Regions from separate parts of the Gossypium hirsutum genome. Here region 2 is linked to region 1. The links are chromatin contacts, called in public Hi-C maps. All regions are on one chromosome and are shown on one strand. Each heading gives the region's core, a stretch centred on a gene start, on an enhancer-like site or on the middle of the called end of the contact. The rest is flanking DNA. Distances are from core to core; before and after follow the strand shown.

The links. A called contact is a pair of places that touch in the nucleus more often than the background predicts.
Region 2: a Hi-C map of leaf shows a contact between it and region 1, with 6 times the contacts expected there. The contact joins the promoter of LOC107897891 here to the promoter of LOC107897879 in region 1. A contact is called at or near these places in 4 of 34 Hi-C or Micro-C datasets (callus and leaf).

Annotation. Positions count from the first base shown.
Region 1 is chrA11:32,194,923-32,198,606 of Gossypium_hirsutum_v2.1, reverse strand. LOC107897879 (protein RALF-like 34) reads right to left here and starts at 1,563. Exons shown (of 1, transcript XM_016823464.2): 1 at 659-1,563. The coding sequence starts at 1,446. The coding sequence ends at 1,042. TRNAR-UCU (transfer RNA arginine (anticodon UCU)) reads right to left here and starts at 1,736; the gene lies at 1,664-1,736.
Region 2 is chrA11:32,335,580-32,339,220 of Gossypium_hirsutum_v2.1, reverse strand. It overlaps LOC107897891 (probable serine/threonine-protein kinase At1g01540), which reads left to right and starts at 1,642. Exons shown (of 7, transcript XM_016823486.2): 1 at 1,642-2,533; 2 at 2,623-2,727; 3 at 2,820-2,942; 4 at 3,038-3,208; 5 at 3,288-3,417; 6 at 3,556-3,641. The coding sequence starts at 1,923.

The DNA of each region.
Region 1 (3,684 bases), core at 314-2,813:
TGTTTAAATATTTAAATCAATTATTATGTAACACATTTAATTAATATTAACATCCTCGCTCCGCAATGGGTTTATCACCCATTTTTTACTATATACTTAATTGGGTTTAAGTGATAAAAACATATTGAAGCAAATACCATTCTCAAGTTTCAACTTCCTTACTTGATTTGATCAATGGAAATTTCCTCACCCTCCTTTCTTTTAGCAAACTTTAAACACCTTTGCCAATTCTCATCCCCTCGAGATCCGTCCAAGCCCCATGCCCATGGATGGCACTTAAATTTGTCTCAGTAAGTTGTTGGAAAGTGGCTGGGACAGCTTCGGCTACTTATTATCTTATTATTATCCTACCACATTGAAGAGTAGACAAGTTTTCATCTATGTCGTTGCTTTCCTTTCTGAGTAATTATTAAATTATTAATAAATTTATATTTTGATTTAAAAGTTATAAAATAATTATTTAATTATTTAAAAGTTGTTAAACTATTAAAAAGATGTTAAGTATTTTTTAAAAGAGACTCTAAAGACAGTAAATCGGTACTCATCAATAAGTAAAAGAATATATCTTAAATCTAAGTTGATCTAAGTATCAATATTAAATATTAAAAAAGAGAAAGAAGATGAAAATTTAAAGAAAAAGTATATAACAGCTATTTTAAATAATAAAAAATTTCAAATTATTTAATAATTAAGGCAGAAAATCTTGGTGACTAGATTACCTTTTCAAGCTGCGGCGTCTGTTGCAGCACGCAACAGCAGGATTCAGGTCTTACAAGCATTTACATGTAGGTTGATGAGATCACATATATGATATAAAATAGCGACTGCCAATGAACACCCCCGCCCTTCCAGACCAAAACTATATATAATAACTACCATAACCATAAAGTAGTTTAACCTTATGACACATGATGCTCTTCAAACACTAAAAGGAGGGCAAAAAGAAGCCCCAGATCCCAAAACACTCAAATCTTCCACATTTCGAAAAATAATGATTAACTAATACAGACCCAGATTCTAAAAAGGGCTAAATTTAAAACCTCATCTCCTGCAGCGAGTGATCCTGGAACATCCCCTGGTATAAGGATGAACAGGGCCACGAGCCTTGAAACAGTTGTGAGTATAATAAGACCTGCCTGCCCTTGGTGGACATGGGATTCTGTTAGCCGAAAGCGCCCCATACGAAATGTAATACCTCATTCTCTTCCACCACAACAAAGATCTACCACTATACCCATTTTCAACTTCATCATCTACCTCCTCATCGCCTTCTTCATTGTCGTGTAAGTCACCCTGAAACGACATTGAAAGTGGCCATTCGAAAGCATCTCTCACCAGCTTCGACCTTGTGTCTTCAACTTGAGCTTCGGTTTTCGAGATCGAGACGGCAATATGAGTGAGGAAAAGGGGCAAAAGAAGCTTGCTGAGAACCGAAGAAGAAGCCATTGTTGGTAAACAGCTAACAAGTTGCAAAGGTGAAGCAGCTTTAAAACTTTTTAAGTCTGGTAATGAAAAAGTAGGTTAATGGGACAAGGGGGTCACGTGGAGCAGAGAGGTGATTTGGTTCTAGCTGTGCGTCATCAATGCACACCATTTAAAGCTCTGCCACCAACTTGGTCGCACCGAAAAGAAAGAGAGAGAACTGGGAAAAAAAGATAATGAACACACCCAGTGGGACTCGAACCCACAATCGCTTGATTAGAAGTCAAGCGCTTCATCCATTAGGCCATGGGTGCTCTTGAATTTCATTTGGAAGTTTTGCTTTATAAATTAATAACTTGTCAATCAAACTTGAGTCTATTGACCAATTAATTCATTTATAAATGTTTGATTTTTATTATTACATAATATGATTCTGTAACATGTTTAATTTCTTTTTTTTAAACGGAACAACCGAATTTTATTATTATTAAAAAAAAAAAAGACAGTTTCCAAATAATAAAGGAAAGCTGTAAAGTACATTAAAAAACTGAAACGTTTTAATGCTAAATAAAAGCAACCCAACCAAAACAAATGACATGAAACCTACTTTCAAACCATCTAAAAAAAAAAGAGAGAAGCCTATATAAATCACTATTGTCCCTTGAAGATGAACAAATTTCAGAGACTTCCTGTAGATAACCGGCGAGCTGCACGACCTAATCTGGCAGATCCATCCACCACTAGTCCTTTTCCACCGCAATAGCAGTGGACAAAGGCACCCCTTGTGTCAGATAAGTCGATACTCCTCTCTTTATGCCCTCTATAGCTAATAGATGTGCTACTCTGTTCCCCTGTTTCGGTGCATATCCGACAAAACAACTTTGATAACTTTCACTGAGCGATATTAAGTTCCTTATGTACGCACTGATTTCATATTTGTCTTCCCTGATTGCATGAAGCTTTTTCACTACAGTAAGCGCGTCCCCCTCAATCTCCACCTCCAAAAATCCCAATGCCAGGTCCATCTGAACCGCCTGAAAATGCGCAAGAGCCCCCGCGGCGAATGCCAAAAATATGTGGTCATTCATTATCATTCTGGAACCCAACACCACACCATTTGAATTTTTAATCACAATTACCGTGCATAACCTCTTGGAATGATTTTGGAAAGCAACATCAAAATTAATCTTCACATAACTCCTGCACATATGTAATGATAAAGTGGGCTGTGTCGAAAGGCGTTTGTCTATCTCCTTTATGAATTACTTTAATCCTAGTTGTCCATATAATCTAAATTGCACAAGCCACTATCCTACACTGGTAAATGGAATTATTCAAGAATATATATGCCAACCATTCCTTGTATTCTAACTCGGATACTGCTTGGGGCCAAATGATATTTAACATCTGCCATATTTCCTTTACAGTGGAGTAATCACGGAAAACATGCTCTAAGTTTTCAACTCCATTAGAGTATCTGAGACAATTAGCTAAACCAACCAATCTTATGTAGTGTAAGTTATTAAAAGCAGGAAGGAAATTCTGGAAAACTCTCCAATTTGTAATCTTTATTTTAGCTGGTAGATTAAGGAGCCAAAGTTTTTTTGTAAAAAAGTGTATAAGTATTTTGGTTGTAATTAGGCATAAATGTGTGAAAACCTTGTAAAAGTAGTTTGTATCCACTTTGCACAGAATACTCACTCGAAGCTTTGCCTCATCATACAAGTTTATCATCATGTGGAACTCATGTAAGGGAATACATATAATTCTTTCTGCTTCATCAGCACGAAAGGTATTATTAATCAAACCCTCTTTCCGAAGTCTTGTATTTGAGTAAATTAGACCAGTAACCAATCGTATGTATGAGTTACTAACATTATTTTGGATCCTCAAATCTGTAGACCCTGGCACCCAAGCATCAGCCTTGACCAAGATTTGAGTCCTTGTTCCAACTCGTCAACACTTAACAGCTTGAAGGTGCCCATTTGTAGCCCAAATACTTTTCCAAGTATGTGAAGGGTGATATCCTAAACTTGCTCATAAGAAATTTGAATTCGGGTAATACTTAGCTTTCAATGTACGAGACAATAAAGAATTCAGATAACAAAGTAGTCGCCACCCTTGCTTAGCAAGTAATGCCAAATTAAATTTTGACAAACACCTAAAACCCATGCTACCATTCTCTTTAAGATCACATAATCGAGTCTATTCACACGAATGAATCCCACGCTTACCATGATGCTTCTGCCACCAAAATTTACT
Region 2 (3,641 bases), core at 393-2,892, 140 kb before region 1:
AGACCAAAAGGTAAACTAATACCTTACCAGTTAAAACAATATCATTTTATCACAAGTTGAAGGAAAATAATATTTAAGCCGAATAAACAAAGGTAAAACTATGAGCAAAAATAACTGAATTTTCTCAAAAGATAGATTTAAACCCAAGACCTCTAACACACAATCCTGGCCCTTAACCACTAAAACAGACACTTATGACAAAATTTAACAAACCAAATATTCAAATTTTTGAGGTGTTACACAAAATTAAGCTAAACGTGCCACACTCAATCGCTCATCCAAACTCACCCATAATCTCCTTTTCGAAAAAATCTAGAAATCTATTACCCCATTATTTTTGAATAATCCAACCAAAATCCATGAAGATTTCCCTCTTTTTCTATCTTTGTTTTTCTTTCATCTACAAGATCCACATGACCGTCGGTTGTAATAACACCATACGAGAGTTTGTGTTTTGAGGAACATGCATGTTTTTGAGATGTTTGCATGCTTGTGTTTTGAAGAGCATGGTAATTTTTATGATTTTTTTGGGAGTTTAAAACTTTATTATTATTATTTTCTCCTGTGAATTTTGTCTCCAATGTCAGAGTCAGCCTCTCTTCTCTTCTTCATCCTTTTCTCTATCTTTTTTGTTGGGCTTGTGATTGGTTTTTATGAGGATAAAATTGTATATATATTTTTCTATTCGGTGGAGACCTATAATAGCCATTCTTAGATATCCTCGAAAGAATGACTATTACAACACTGCATGTAATAAAGTGGGAATAGGTCATTCCATGGAATGAGATTCATTCCAACCAAACATTGGTTTTACTGTACTATTCAGGTGAACCAAACTGTTGTAAATATTTGCGATTGGGCTTTGACAATAGCCCTACTACGAGTTAAGATGATTGGCTGTAGTTGGAAGCTTTGGGCTAAGCTGAAGTTGCGTTGGGTGTATTACATTGTTTGATGGTTGCCAAAAATAGTAACATAGTAAATAGAGATTCCGCCGAAAGGGCGTGAAAAACAACAGACGAGATCTTAAACGGTAAGATTCTATTAGTAGCAGAAATAAGATAAAGATCCAAGATTATGGCTCCAAAATCATCTTACTATTGGAGAAGCAGGTTCCTTCTTAGTATATTGATTACTGATGGGATGGCTGGACAACCCATGGAGCACAGTTCCACAAGTCTCAGACAATGCTGTGCTAGTCAAGTGTGTCCAAAATCTAACCACCCACACCCTCATTTCAACCAATATTTAATGTTGTTGGATAGTAACCAGACATGGTAATCTTTTGCTTTCCTAAACCAATAGATTTAAACTACTATATTACAACATAATCTAGACACTTATTTGGATTATAGATGTTAAAGTTTCACCTTAGCTCGCATATGAAAACTATGGAAAGGAAGATATGCTTTATTGGATAAGTATTATCTAAATTTAAATTAGACAAATACATTATTTTCTTTTATTGGATAAAAAATGCTTAAAAAGCAATAAAACTGACCTTCATTTCCTAAATTTAACCCCCATTGATTTGAAACTGATGTATTTTTAGTAGAACGTTAGCAAAGATTCAGAAAAAGCGAAAATCTTTATGTACAAAATTATTACTTAAACGCGTTGTTCATCCTGAGGGTTTACTCTCCTTTTTGGACTACCACTTCTTGCAGTACTTCCTAGTTCTAACACACTTAAAATCAACCTCATCCCAAAATTTATTTACCTATATAACCGGCTCCTTTTTCATTTTATTCGATTCCACTATGTAAAAGGTTCCATCATGCCACCTGCTACTAATCTTTTTCATTCCCTTTACTCTCTCTCTCCCCCTCTGTAGCCACTTTGCTATAGCCCCTATAAGTGACTTTAACATGCATCGGATTTGTTTGCAACATTTGTTCTCTTGAACGTAGGATCAGTCTCAGATGTCTGGTCGGAAAACTGGGTTTATGGCCGACCAACTATCCAAGACAACCTCGATTTTCGGTTTACGATTATGGGTAGTTCTTGGTGTCTGTGTAGGAGCAGCTTTTGTTCTCTTCCTTTTCCTAATTTCACTTTGGCTTGCTTCTAAACGAACTAAACGTAAGCCTTGTTCGAAACCAGGAATCCCAGTTGTTTCCAAAGAGATCCAGGAGATCAAAATCGACCCACCCAAGCCTCACAGGACTCAAATTCAAGCCGACCCTGACCCAAGTACTGGTATTGAGAGACAGGCCTTGCTTCTGCCTCTTGAAGAGGAGAGTCCAACTGGTTATCATGGAATTCACATTGAGATTGGAAAAGATCATAGAATTTCCTACCCAGGTTTATCTCCACAGACAAGTGGCGAGGCACGTGCTGATTACGTGGCAGGAGCGGCGCCTGAAGTTTCACATTTGGGATGGGGACATTGGTATACCCTGAGAGAGCTTGAGGTTTCAACAAATGGGTTTGCAGATGAGAAAGTGATAGGTGAGGGTGGGTATGGGATTGTTTACCATGGTATTTTGGAGGATAACACTCAGGTTGCTGTCAAGAACTTGCTCAACAACAGGTGATTTTATTTAATCAATTGTTTGTATCCCTACGTATTGGAGAAATTAGTGGCATTGTTAGTGAAATGAAGCATGTGGTAATGTGCAGGGGACAAGCTGAGAAGGAGTTTAAAGTTGAAGTAGAGGCAATTGGACGAGTTAGGCATAAGAATTTAGTCAGGTTGCTAGGTTACTGTGCTGAAGGAGCTCACAGGTAAGTCTGTTTTTGCCTATCAGTGCTTCGGCATCCCTTTCTATAACTCTGTAACTAAATGGCATTTACCTTTTCGTTTGCCTTATTGTTAGGATGCTGGTATACGAGTATGTAAATAATGGAAATTTAGAGCAGTGGCTTCATGGGGATGTAGGACCTTGCAGCCCTCTTACTTGGGACATTCGGATGAATATCATCCTGGGAACAGCGAAAGGGTTTGATCGAGATCTAATGAAACCTTCATTTCCGCTTTATTTATGCTGTTTTCTTCTTACATTGTTTAATTTCTTCTGACTGAATTGTTTATTAGGTTAGCTTACCTTCATGAGGGACTTGAGCCTAAAGTTGTTCACCGTGATATTAAATCAAGCAACATCCTACTCGACAAGGGTTGGAACCCCAAGGTTTCAGACTTTGGCCTAGCCAAGCTCTTGGGCTCTGAGAGCAGCTACATTACAACTCGAGTCATGGGGACATTTGGGTTTGTAAAATGCTTCCCTTTCATTCTGCCTGCTGGTGTGATTTTTGTGTATTTGGTCACATAGTTTTGGTTTTTGTAGCTATGTAGCTCCTGAATATGCTAGCACCGGCATGCTGAACGAAAGAAGTGATGTGTATAGCTTTGGGATTCTTATTATGGAAATAATTACCGGGAGGAACCCAGTTGATTACAGCCGGCCTCCAGAAGAGGTTTGTACCATGTATCCTATATCATTTTGTTGGTTGAATATGCAAAAGATGATTGTTTTATCAGAAAAAAGAAATGCTATTTAGGCTTCCTTCTTGCTTTCCCATGTTGCTTTTTGATTGAAAGTCAAGAATTTCCAGGTGAACTTAATTGAATGGCTTAAGAAGATGGTTGCTAACAGGAATCCAGAGGGAGTATTGGATCCCAAGCTACCTGAGAAACCCAC